2 separate regions of the Danio rerio genome follow, and region 2 is linked to region 1. The links are chromatin contacts, called in public Hi-C maps. All regions are on one chromosome and are shown on one strand. The core of a region is the stretch at or near the end of the contact, and the rest is flanking DNA. Distances in the headings are between cores, read along the strand shown.

Region 1 (6,804 bases), core at 3,385-5,884:
TTTATAAATGACAAATAAAGGCTCAGTTAAATTCTAAACAGGAAAAAAGACATTATTCATTCCTATTCATTTAAAGATACACAAATGAAACTGCACTTCAAATAAAAAATAAAGCTTTGAAACCTGATCTAAAATAAAATCACTGTAGAGTTCAAACATTGCATCTTATTAAATTGTTTAATTATTATATTGTTGTTTCATCCAGTTTTGTTGTATTTTGACACTCCTGTTATTCAGCAATGTTTAAACTTTACAGTAATTTTACATTTTAGAAAAGAGTGCGAAGATTATAGCTCATTTGATTCTGAGCCTTTATTTGTCATTTATAAGGGACTTATAAAGCATGAATAGTCCTCACTTTAGATTAGGTCACAAAACTGCATGAAGTTGAGTTAATAAAGTATTTATTAACATATTAGTTAACTATTAGTATATGCCTGAATAATAAGACATATAAACGTTAATTTCAATAGTTTATTAATCATTTACTAACTCATTCTGAATGATCCTAAAAACCCTCAACTACTCTTAAATACTACTGGTTAGTAAATAATGCGATACTTAATTTAGTAATGAAAAATAAATCATTAACATAGTATGAAAATACAATTATTAACCACATTATATAGATGCTTATAAGTCAAGAATAGTGCATTTGTAGCTGCAGTTATAAACTGCTTACTAACGTTTATTAATGAAGAGTTAATGCTTAACAGATAATGAATTCACTATTTGCTAATGCTTAATAAATGATTTATAGTGTGTAGTTATTATAAAGTGTTACCAAAAAACATCAGAGTACAGACTCACTGCGTTTGGGATTATTGTTGGGTTACAGCACATTTTCTCCACTAGATGTCTCCGGTACATCATATGGATTTCATTTATCAGCTGGAAACACATCTGAATCAAATCAGACTATCAGACACACGACCTGCATTCACGATTACAGGAATGATAACAGGAGGAAACTAACAAAGGCTCAACTATAGATGATCTAATACAGTATATCACACACAGATGGGTTAAATAGCAACAGTCTAACAAGCATTTCACTCACTGACTGGCATAACAGCATGCCTGCAGTTTGACAGCGGCTTTACATGTTTTGTGTAAGATTAATGCCATTCAAGATATTTTATATTATCAGAATTTATTTTGATGTTCTGTTTGTTGAATGTAAGTTACATTGCATCTACCTGCCAATTAATTCTCATTAGAGTATAAGTAGACTGTTAGGTTGGGGTTAGTGTAAGCTGACATGTACTTGCAAACTTTCTTATAGTCAGTTAAATGTTTGTTGCAGGAGCAGTATCAGCAGATATTAAGCAGACAGTCTACTAATACTCAAACGGACCATCAAAAAATACCAAAAATAATATAATATTACAAAAAGCCTTCACAGCAAACGCGTCCGTTACTTGAAAGTTCATCTGCTTTCAACTATTTTTTGTAGGTAACACAAAGTATAACTTAATATTTTGAGTCAGTTTGACTGATGTTTCAAGAGTTCACACCTAGCTGATGGCTGATTACAAGCAAGTTTGGCGTGCTGTCCCGGGAGAGAGCCCTGAGCTCAAAAGCTCCTTGAGCCCTGGGCTCCCTCCTATTTGCAGGGCGAGAGGGGAACCTTGAGCTCAGGTAGATCTCGACCACTCCCCCCTTGATAAGAGCTGATGACTAAAATGAATGCTATGAAGAGATATGCTGCAGGATGAGAGATTGACTGTAGTGTTAAATTTAGATTGATCAATTCACTTGTTCTGCATGTTTTTGGAATGTTGGAGGAAACCCGAGGACCCGGGGAAAACCCACGTGAGCACAGGAAGAACATGCAAACTACACACAGAAACGACCGCCGGCCTGTTAAAGGACTAGAACCACTTGCTGTGAGGCAACAGTGCTAACCACTGTGCCACCGTGCCGCTCTATAAAGAGAAAGGTGGAGGAGTAGGGGTGGAAGGGGGGATTCTTCAAATTGAAGATGACTAGTGAGAAACCCTAGCTCTTCCCTGCTGAAAAATCCAGCTTAAACCAGCCTAGGCTGGTTGGCTGGTTTTAGCTGGTCGACCAGGCTGGTTTTAGAGGGGTTTTGGCCACTTCCAGGCTGGTTTCCAGCCATTTCCAGCCTGGTCTTAGCTGGTCAGGCTGGGAGATGACCAGCTAAAACCAGCTTGACCAGCCTAGCCAAGCTGGGAGTCCAACCAAAACCAGCTATATCCAGCTTAAACCAGGCTGTTCAAGCTGGTTTTAGCTGGATTTGGCTGGTCATTTTCCAGCCTGACCAGCTAAGACCAGGCTGGAAATGGCCAAACCCCCTCTAAAACCAGCCTGGTCAACCAGCTAAAACCAGCCTAGGCTGGTTTAAGCTGGATTTTTCAGCAGGGTTTATAGTGGGTTAGGAATGGCCTGATTGGTGGATCATACATGCTAATCCAGAACCAGCCGTGTTCAATCATACTCACATGATCCTCTCGAAAATTTGATTCAACTAAAAAATGAAGGCAGTAATCTTTTTTTTACTGTGTAGTTTAAAATATTTTAATGTATAAGCAATAGAATGTTTGAATTTTGACCATTGGACGCTGGTGACATTAACACAATGCTGCCACACAACTGTGTTTAAACCCTTCATAAAAGTGATTTTTCCATCATAGGTCCCCTTTAAATCTCCAGTTTAGGACACGGTGTTAGCATTAAGGACATACTGTTCCCTGGCACCTGATCAAACTCAGAGTTATGAAAATGAAATAACCCTGTTGCTGTCATTAATCTTCTATAAGAACCACAGAGCTTCTCTCTTTCATGTCTGTTTGGACACAAATAAGTATTGTTGATGGTGGCGATGCTGTTTCACTCAGGAATGTACGAATGCAGCGCAGGCATTATCTAGACATGTCAGTGAGACGAGAAAGACAGCTGGCACAAACAGCCCACGGAGGACATTTTCAACAGGAGATGATGCTCTAGGATAGTTTTTAACAGAAGATGGTGCAATAGGCTAGTTTTTAAATGCAGATGGTGCTCTAGGATAGTTTTGAACTGCAGATGTGGTGCTCTATGCTACTTTTTAACTGCAGACGGCACACTAGGCTAGTATTTAACTGCAGATGGTGCTATGCTAGTTTTTACCATCAGATTTTAGCAGCAGAAGTTGGTCTAGGCTAGTTTTTAACTGCAGATGGTACTCTATGCTAATTTTTAACAGCAGACGGCACTCTATGCTAGTTTTTAACATCAGATTTCAGCAGCAGACGTTGGTCTATGCTAGTTTTTAACAGCAGACGGCACTCTATGCTAGTTTTTACCATCAGATTTTAGCAGCAGAAGTTGGTCTAGGCTAGTTTTTAACTGCAGATGGTACTCTATGCTAATTTTTAACAGCAGACGGCACTCTATGCTAGTTTTTAACATCATATTTTAGCAGCAGACATCGGTCTAGGCTAGTTTTTTTAAAGCAGGTGATGCTGTGGGCTAGTTTTTAACAGCAGATGGTGATCTAGACTAGTTTTTAATGGCAGACGGTGCTCTAGGCAGCTTTTTAACCATCTATTCAAAAGCTCACTAGGTAGAGCACTTGTGCATTTGACTGCGTCATGAAAGTCAGCTTTCACATCACGAGATTAATGTAAACACAGCAGTTAACAATTCTCTGCTAAAAAATCCAGCTTAAACCAGCCTAGGCTGGTTGGCTGGTTTTAGCTGGTCGACTAGGCTGGTTTTAGAGGGGGTTTGGCCACTTCCAGGCTGGTTTCCAGCCATTTCCAGCTTGGTCTTAGCTGATTAGGCTGGAAAATGACCAGCTAAATCCAGCTAAAACCAGCTTGACCGGCCTGGTTTAAGCTGGACATAGCTGGTTTTGGCTGGGCTCCCAGCCTGCTAGGCTGGTCAAGCTGGTTTTAGCTGGTCATCTCCCAGCCTGACCAGCTAAAACCAGGCTGGAAATGGTTGGAAACCAGCCTGGAAGTGGCAAAAACCCCTCTAAAACCAGCCTGGTTGACCAGCTAAAACCAGCCAACCAGCCTAGGCTGGTTTAAGCTGGATTTTTCAGCAGGGAATTTGATTCCAAGTATTAATTTGCTTGACATTTCACACTGTAAAATTCAAGCCGTTTTTATTATGCTTGTCTTGTTTACTGTCGGTTGCTAGGTTACCACTTCACTTCTAAAATTAAACAGTGTGTAAAAGGTGTTTGTCTACGTCATCTTGATGTACCATGCTGTTGCTATAGTGATCTTAATGGTTACCAGACTGTTGGCCTATTGGTTTATTGTGTTTGTACTCAGAAGTGTGAAATTCAGAGTTCCCAGTAGATCTTTTAAAGGTACTGTAAAGTGCTTAGAACAGTGCTTTTTTATTCAATGTTTGACACAATCTCAACTAAAATAAATATCTATATCTATAATCTATAGAGTCCATCATCAAATTTCTAGAATATTCTGGTATCTAAAGATTATTTGATTCTCTCTTTTATCAATAAAGTGCACATATGAAGTTTCATTTAGAAAAATTACTTACAGTAAAACCATCTATGCATCAAAACTACCCAACGAAAGAGGCATCTTTAGGTTTCTCAAAAATGAGTTTGATGAGCAGTTCCACCGAGAGCCAAACGGAGGCAGCAGTGAGCTAGAGTTACAAACGGCAGATCTTTATATTAATTCATTTGAATGCTGCTTCTGTGTTTGCATGAATGTGTGTGAATGTCATTCCACTAGACGGCTGTGTGCATATGTGTGTGTGTGTGTGTGTGAGGTTGTAGATTATCCTGCCGAAGGCGTCATTGAGATGTTGCGGTCATGCGTGAAGTCAGATGGTGAAAGCCGGCATTGTGTGAGTGGAGGCTGAAACTCTGACTCTAAATCTGGGCTTGAGAAGGAACAAACTCACTCTGAAGAGAGCATGTCTCTCTGCTGAGCGCGGTGTTCAGGTCACGCTGATGAGCGGACTCTACACCACAGCAAACCGTGACCGGACGCATGAAGGAAACAGAATGGTGCTTTGGCTGTGCTGAGGTTGGAAAGTCCCCCGGATAATGGACAGCAGCATTAAATACAGCCATGATCAGATCACATCTGCCCTATAACTGAACCTCACGCTGAGCCCAGCCAAGCAAACTACTTTGTTGACACTGGTGTTTCCTCAGTGGATGTGTTTGGTTTGTTTAGTTGTAACTTTCATTCATTCATTCATTTTCTTGTCGGCTTAGTCCCTTTATTAATCCGGGGACGCCACAGCGGAATGAACCGCCAACTTATCCGGCACATTTTTGCGCAGCGGATGCCCTTCCAGCCGCAACCCATCCCTGGGAAACATTAGGCTATTATTTGTGCATAAACACACCGTTTGTTTGAAAACAAAATTTTTTTGTCATCTTTACTGCAAACTTAAATGAGCGATTATATCCTTAAATGTGGAGGGGGGCCTTACAAAAGTGGGTCTCAGGCAAAAAAAAAAAAAGGTTGGGAACCACTGATGTGATTTAAAGCTTTAAATAATCGAGCTCCTGTTTATCTAACCAACCTTCTGTCTCGCTACAATCCAGCTCGCTCTTTAAGATCTCAAAACTCAGGGCTTCTAGTAGTACCTAGAATAGCAAAGTCTACTAAAGGAGGTCGAGCCTTAATGTTTATGGCTCCTAAACTACGGAATAGCCTTCCTGATAATGTCCGAGGCTCAGACACAATCTCCCAATTCAAAACTAGATTAAATACCTGTCTGTTTAGTAAAGCATACACTCAGTGCATCATTTAGCGGGTTCCACACAGATTTCTGCATCTGGTTTATATACACTATGAACAGCAGCTACGCTAATTATTCTCTTTATTCCCAAATTCCACCTGGGGATACTCATCTCGAAGTCCACAGGCTATGCAGAGTCACTGATTGATCCAAGACCAGAGACGAGATGATCCCATGGATTCCATTATCCTGGACCAGGCTGTATCCTGAGCAGCTGCTGTGGTGGTCATGGGGGACTGGAGAGCATGAGACTGATTCCTGTGATGCTCCAGGGACAGACGAGTCTTCGCTGAGGCCCAGCTTCCAGCCTCCACCGCTGAGACTACAGCTCTGCACAAGACATTTGGCCAGCGGAGAAATTATAAAAGTCATGCCCAACTTAATTATGCTGGTTGGCTGGTTTTAGCTGGTCGACCAGGCTGGTTTTAGAGAGGTTTTGGCCACTTCCAGGCTTGTTTCCAGCCATTTCCAGCCTGCTCTTAGCTGGTCAGGCTGGGAGATGACCAGCTAAAACCAGCTTGACCAGCCTAGCCAAGCTGGGAGTCCAGCCAAAACCAGCTATGTCCAGCTTAAACCAGGCTGGTCAAGCTGGTTTTAGCTGGATTTGGCTGGTCATTTTCCAGCCTGACCAGCTAAGACCAGGTTGGAAATGGCTGGAAACCAGCCTGGAAATGGCCAAACCCCCTCTAAAACCAGATCATTACCCAACTGAGTTCTCTCAAGGTTTTTTCTTTACTTTTGCCAATTGGTGAAGTTTTTTTTCCCTCTCCGCTGTCACCACTAGCTTACATGGTTGGGATCTGTAGACCTGCGCATTGATGGATTGCTCTCCAGTGTCTAGACCCTCAGTAGTGATTATTAATCCACACTGAACTGAGCTGAACTGAATTCAGGCTGCTTTCACACCTGTGAATCGATTCAGTTTTTCCAAAACAGAGATTACAAATGTTACATTGTTGCTCTTGGAGCGGTTCACTTCCACACTGCAAAGTTTCTAATCACCAAAGGAGCTAAAACAAGTCACGTGTGGGTAAACTCTCCTCACATTGGTCAGAGTGTCAG
Region 2 (7,041 bases), core at 3,882-6,381, 120 kb after region 1:
CAAAAAAAAAAACAAAAAAAAACCCAAAATATTTGCAATTTAAAAAAAATTTAATTCAGTTAAAGTCAATTTTTTCGCCCCCCTTTGAATATTTTTTACTTTTTTTTTAAATATTTCCCAAATTATTATTAACAGATTCAGGAAATCTTCACAGTATGTCTAAAACAATTTATTCTTCTGGAGAAAGTCTTATTTGTTTTATTTCGGCTAGAATAAAAGCAGTTTTCAATTAATTTTTTTTTTATTTTTAATACCTTTTAAGGTCAAAATTGTTAGCATCTTTAATAGTGATAGTGAACAGAACAAACCATCATTATACAATAACTGGCCTAATTACCCTAACCTGCCTAGTTAACCTAATTAACCTAGTTAAGTCTTTAAATGTCACTTTAATCTGTATAGAAGTGTCTTGAATAATATCTAGTCAAATAATATTTACTGTCATCATTGCAAAGACAAACTAAATCAGTTATTAGAGATAATTAATTAAACTATTACGTTTAGAAATGTGTTGAAAAAAATCTTCTCTTCGTTTAACAGAAATTGGGGAAAAAATAAACAGGAGAGCTAATAATTCTGACTTCAACTATATATATATATATATATATATATATATATATATATATATATATATATATATATATATATATATATATATATTCATTGATGAGCTTGTGTTATTACTTTGAGCGGTTGTTATCTGTAAATAACATACCATGCAATGTTGTGATTGACCAACCAGGATCAAGGATTCCGGAGCAATTATTTAATAATCTACTCTCACTTTCTCTCTCGCAGGAGATCCAGAGTTTGCTGACTAACTGGAAGGGGCCTGATCTGATTGGCTATGGCGAGCTGGTACTCGAGGGCACATTTCGCATCCAGAGAGCAAAAAATGAAAGGACACTATTCCTGTTCGACAAACTTTTGCTGATCACCAAGAAACGTGAAGAGACCTACACATACAAGGCCCACATTCTGGTGAGATATTTTCATATACGGTACTTTCTTTTCAACTCTTGGAAGTAACTTGCTAATATCTAAAAGTTGATTTCTGCATGCTCCTGAGAATATTGCATACTATAATGATGCTTGTCTGAGAAGTATGACCTTTAAGAGCATCCTACATTCCTCACATCTCTCACAATGCATCTATGGCAAACAAAGTGGCGTTCTGTGCATGTAAATGAATGGAAAATCTTGAAGGCACAAACGGGTCATTATGCAGCTTCTGTAGAAAACAGTACTGGATGATAATGCTGTGGTTCAGACCCAAACTCAGTGTGAAAATAGACCAGCAGAATCAATAGAAGACGGGTGCAATCAAGCTGAATCTGTTTAAGGAATTCATCCATACAGTATGGGAAGATGTGTTGTTACCATCTTGAAAATGATCTGGTTTTCATTTAACTTTTCCAGAAGTGTGTTAAAACAAAATACCTATTGGGGTACATCAACACTGCTTGCCCCTAAAGCTTTCTTGGTAGTATCATAAGTTGCCATTGAAAAAGTGTGTCCTCTGCCAAGGTAACCTCCAATAAGAGTTCTTCTGATTGGTCCACTGCTTTGAAACTGACGTTGATGAGCCGCACTCTGTGTAATAGTTTACATTCTTAACGCTGCATCTTAAATAGCAGCATGCATGTGTGAGGCACTGCAAAACGACACAAAGACACAAGCATTGCCCCACAGAATGTACATTAGCCTAAAGCAAGCGTGCTCTTGCACAACAGAGACAGTTGCATTTTCTCTAGCTCCGTCCCAAATCGCATACTTATGCACTATTCTACGCCATTTTGTAGTATAAATAGTGTAAGCAGTGTGTTCACACTGAAAACTCTAAGAATAATCAGTGCACTTTAATTACCCGAATGATGCACTCATTCAGCCGCTAAAATGAAGTGTGTAATGATGGACACTTCACACACTCAACGACCACAGGTTTGCTTACGTAGTGGAAGGGGCGGAGCTATCTGATGCACATGTTGAATAACTTTATTTATTTTGGATGGTGAAAGCAAAATTCTCCTACAAGAGTGATTATAGCGCCTCCCGATGGTGAATGCGGCAATACTCACGGCAGGTATCATTTGATAATTCGGTCGTTTCACTGCTTTGGCAACCGTCAAACCTCATCAGGGAAACGGTTTGAATTTCCGTTTAGTAAAAAAAACATCAGTGTGCCATTTGGGACGACACTACATACATATACTATCCTGTTGAGTGTGTAAGTGCATAAGTACATAGTGCATGAGTGCATAGTGTACCATTTGGGACGCAGCTACTGTCACTTCCAGGGCTCAATCAAGCCTTATTAGAGCTTTCTGGGAACCAATGAAAAGGTTCATGTGGCCTGTCGAATACGTTGAACCATTGAATCTCAATCTGGAAACAATCAGCACTGCTGCACTTCTCATGTTTTCAGTCCACAAGATAACCTCAACCTTCAAAATATATCAAATGAGTTCAGCTCAAGACATACCTTCACACACCAGCGAGTGTCTCAAATATCCTCGATTGTGATCTGATGTGGAATCTGATAAGCATATGAGGCAGAAGGATCAATTTATATGCAATGCTAAAGGATACTTATGCTAGCAAGTGCCAGAATAAATACACAATTATGCTTTAGAAAACACCAAGAATACGATATGACCTCTTTTCAATTGGTATTATAGGTGTAGTTTACACAAAACTGTAAATCCTGTCATCGTTTACTCACTTGTCAGAAACCTCCATGAGTTCTTTCTTCTGTTGAATACAAAAGAAGATATTTTGAAAAATGCTGGAAACCTGTAACCATTGACTTTCATAGTATGTGTTTTTCCTACTATGCAACTCAAAGGTTTTAGGCTTCTAACATTTTTCAAAATATCTCCTTTTGTGCTCAACAGAAAAGGAAAACTTATAAAGGTTTGGAAGCACTTAAGGAAGAGCACTTTTTTCTGAAATATCTCTTAAACTATTTTAGATCCCCTTTACTCCAGTATCTAGCTTTAACATGAAGAGAAAGCATGAGCATGTAGTGAAACCGCTGGTTTGTGTACACTAAACACACTTATACATACTATGCACTTTTTAGACTGGTTTGTAGGCACCTGCACCTGCATTTTTCCTGCTTCACATGAATAAGTAAGGGAAAAACTTACCTTACTGTAAAACCCAACAGTCAACTTTATTAAATGAACCGAGTGTAGCTAACTCAATATTTACTGATTCTACTCATTTGAAAAGAGTTTTGACTTCAGTGTTGAAGGTAATGAGTTAATTACATTTAAAAAGTGATTAGTTATCTAAAGCAAGTAAAACAATTGCCTTAAAAGCTAACAAGTTGGCTTAACAAAAATAATGTAAATAAACTCATTGTAACTTAAAACTGTTAAGATGACTTTTTATTATATTTATTATATTTTTATTATTATGCAAATTTTTCTCACTTTTTAAAATAAAAGTAAACTAATCACTTTTTTCCAATACGCCTTTATTATATAATTATTAATCTAGCAAAATGACCTACAGTAAAATAAATCTGCTCTTCCAGACTCCAGTGTGTCTTAAATTTAATGCAGGCTATAATTGTTGATTTTTCTAGACTTAATGAAGCACTAAATATGGAATAATGTAATAATTAAAGTAATTATTTGAAAACAGTCGTGCTAAAGAGTCTGACACTTTAAAAAGGGATTAGCAGACTTTTAAAAAGTAAGTTCAATTTGCATAATTATAAAAATTAAGTCAATGTAACAGTTCCAAGTTACAACGGGTTTACTCGCATTGTTTTGTAAAGTCAACTTGTTGCTTTTAAGGCAATTGGTTTACTCACTTTAAGTAAGTAATTACTTCTTACAGTGTTAATACCTCATTACTTCAGCTTAAATTAAGTAAGGTCACAGTACTCATATAGATTAGTTTTTAACTCAAATGGTTGGTAGCAATCAGTTTCCTCTAACGATTTGAGTTGCCTTAACTTATTGGGTTTTACAGCACTCAGCTGGTTTGAGTTCTCTTCATTTATTGGGTTCTACTGTGCTCAAACTGCTTTGTTTACTCAAAACAATTAAGTTCACAGTACTCAGGATCAGTTTTTGAACTTAAATGGTTTGTTGCAATCAGTTTCCTTAAACGCTTTGAGTTGCCTTAACTTATTGGGTTTTACCAACGCAATCTCACGGCAATTCGTAACTTTTTGATTTAGTGGCTAATTCGTATTGTAATGAAGCTTACGGACCTTTGGCCGCCCGAAAGGAGGCGGAGAACTGACGAGGCTTAGAATATTTTTTAATAACAGGAACGACAGCTCCTCATGGAGACTGCCAACTAAACCAAATCAAACGGACGGCAGCTCCTCAAGGATACTGCCGTCAAACTTAAAACAAAAGTAAAACAATATGTCCGGGCCCAGTCCTCTCTCTGCCTCCTCCTCTTATAGTCCAGAGCTCCTTCCATGGGATTCGAGGCCAGTGCGCGCCACAGTTTCCGTTCCCACGGCTCTTGGCCCCGCCCACTCGCCACACGTATGAATTCGTACAATCTAATTCGTACAATTTAGTACGATTTGCTCATCACCCAATGACGGTTAGGGGTGGGATTGGGTGCGACTACTGAAACTGTTTACCACTATACTGAAAAAACGTAAAATACTTACGTTTCCTCGTGAGATCAGGCTGTACATTTAAAGAAGAGGCAATGTAAATGGGGTTTAAGCAAGTAATATGCACCCTTAAGAGGTAAAGAAGCTGATGTGAGGAGTACCTTTGAATACACTGTCCAAGTGACAGGCTAATGTACGCATACAAGAACATTTTTGCACAATTTTAATTTGACAGTGTACAAAGAAATGCATAAATTGATGTCCCAGTTCTAATGTATTCTAGCCTGTAATGTATTTCTCTTCCCATGTGTGTTTGCAGTGTTGTAACCTAATGTTGGTAGAAGTCATACCTAAAGAGCCTCTGAGCTTCAGCGTGTTTCACTACAAGAATCCCAAACTTCAACACACTGTGCAGGTAAGAGATCATACTCTCACACACAGAAACAGCATGTAACTGAAGATCAGTGGTGTTATACACACACAGTGGAATGTCCAGCCTGAGGCCAGGCTTCTGACAGACAGCCAATCGCCTTGAACTTTACCCCAGTAAAACCACACCCCTCTACCACAGGCTTCAGCATGCATGAACATACACACACATAAGTGTGAGTGTGAATGATGGTACGAGTCTCGCCTTAAGCCAGTGTTGGTACATCTGACCTGTGTGTTGGACCTCAGCCTAGTAGTCATAAATGTAAAGCAGTGTGTGTGCCGCACAAACCTCAACCAACCCAATGCCAGTAAATCACATTGTCTCCTGAAGATTGGATGGCTTACTGTTATCTCAGCAGCTGATACATGCCCGATCGCATGCTCTCCTACATTTCTGTTATCACTGAAGGGGATAAATGAACTGCATTAAAGTAATGATCAAAGCTAGCTTGAGTACTGAAGCTGTACTGTTGGTTTTAACGCTCTCTGAAATGACGTGCGTCACTGGTGAGTGGCGGTTCCAGTCCATCACATCTGTTTGTTACTTTCTGATTGTGCTGACGTTCACCCAGATGATGGACGTGTTTGTTTTGATTTTGATCATTGGTGTTGACGTTCTTTGAATGTGAGATGACGTGGACACAGCAGCTCTACTGAGGTGTGTCTGCAAATGAGCTTTAAAAGTGTAGGACTGAAGAATGTATTGCAGTCCAAATATTGGACTCTCTGATGACAAAACGATGCACTTGCAGGTTTCCAGATTGATGAGTGAGTGTATCTGTTTATTGAGCGTTAAATCTGCTCACCTAATGTTTACATTTTTTGTATTATTTGCTAGTTAATAAACACCTTATGTGGGTCTGCGTCTCATTTTGAAGACTGATTCTGTCTTCGGAAGTCACATTTTCGAGACAGTCCTCGCTGCAGCCCGGAGCTTGATGACGTAGTTGTCCAAGTCTGCTACGTAGTTGACGATCGCCTACACCTGCCCCCACCCTAAACCCAACCATCACAGTAGCATGGGCACTACCTTCGTGGGCGATACAAGGTCTATTACACTACACATCCCCCTAGCCTAAACCTAACCGTACAATAGCAGTTACCTTAGTGGGTGGTACAAGGTCCACTATGTAGTTGACGATCGCCTACACCTCCCCCCACCCTAAACCCAACTGTCACAGTAGCATGGGCACTACTTTCGTGGGCGATACAAGGTCCACTACGTAGTTGACAATTGCCTACACATCCCCCTAGCCTAAACCCAACCGTCACAGTAGCATGGGCGCTACCCTAGTGGGTGGTACAAGGTCCACTACTTAGTTGATAATTGCCTACACCTACCCCTAGCCTAAACCCAACCGTCACAGGTGTAGTTACCTTAGTGGGCGGTACAAGGTCCACTATGTAGTTGACGATCGCCTACACCTCCCCCCACCCTAAACCCAACTGTCACAGTAGCATGGGCACTACTTTCGTGGGCGATACAAGGTCCACTACGTAGTTGACAATTGCCTACACATCCCCCTAGCCTAAACCCAACCGTCACAGTAGCATGGGCGCTACCCTAGTGGGTGGTACAAGGTCCACTACTTAGTTGATAATTGCCTACACCTACCCCTAGCCTAAACCCAACCGTCACAGGTGTAGTTACCTTAGTGGGCGGTACAAGGTCCACTATGTAGTTGAAAATCACCTACACCTCCCTTTACCCTAAACCCAACTGTCACAGTAGCATGGGCGCTATGTCAGTGGGCAACAAAAAGGTCTGCTATATAGTTGACGATCGCCTACACCTCACTTTACCCTAATTCCAAGCATTACAATAGCATGGGCGCTACCTTAGTGGGCGGTACAAGGTCCGCTACATAGTTGACAATCGCCAACACCTCCCCCTACCCTAAACCCAACCGTCACAGTTGCATGGGCGCTACCCTAGTGGGCAGTATAAGGACAAGCACCTACACCCCCCCTAGCCTAAACCCAATCATCACAGTAATATGGGTGCTTCCTTAATGGGC

Evidence for each region. Hi-C and Micro-C count contacts between places; a contact is called where the count stands out from the background.
Region 2: a contact with region 1 is called in a Hi-C map of fibroblasts, with 7 times the contacts expected there. The contact joins two enhancer-like sites. A contact is called at or near these places in 12 of 18 Hi-C or Micro-C datasets (caudal fin, embryo, fibroblasts and 4 more) and 2 of 4 datasets of contacts at active chromatin or transcription factors (caudal fin and gastrula embryo).

What each region holds. Positions count from the first base shown.
Region 1 is chr23:2,363,702-2,370,505 of GRCz12tu, forward strand. No RefSeq gene overlaps it. Among named protein-coding and RNA genes, the nearest start is that of cc2d2a, 68 kb to the left of the region's middle. Within about 2 kb of position 4,635, at least 22 of the 62 cell types and tissues checked have an H3K27ac peak or open chromatin away from gene starts, as enhancers often do.
Region 2 is chr23:2,486,455-2,493,495 of GRCz12tu, forward strand. LOC101886810 (pleckstrin homology domain-containing family G member 1) reads left to right here. Exons shown (of 19, transcript XM_073939669.1): 9 at 799-981; 10 at 4,911-5,006. Among named protein-coding and RNA genes, the nearest start is that of tcp1, 23 kb to the right of the region's middle. Within about 2 kb of position 5,132, at least 20 of the 62 cell types and tissues checked have an H3K27ac peak or open chromatin away from gene starts, as enhancers often do.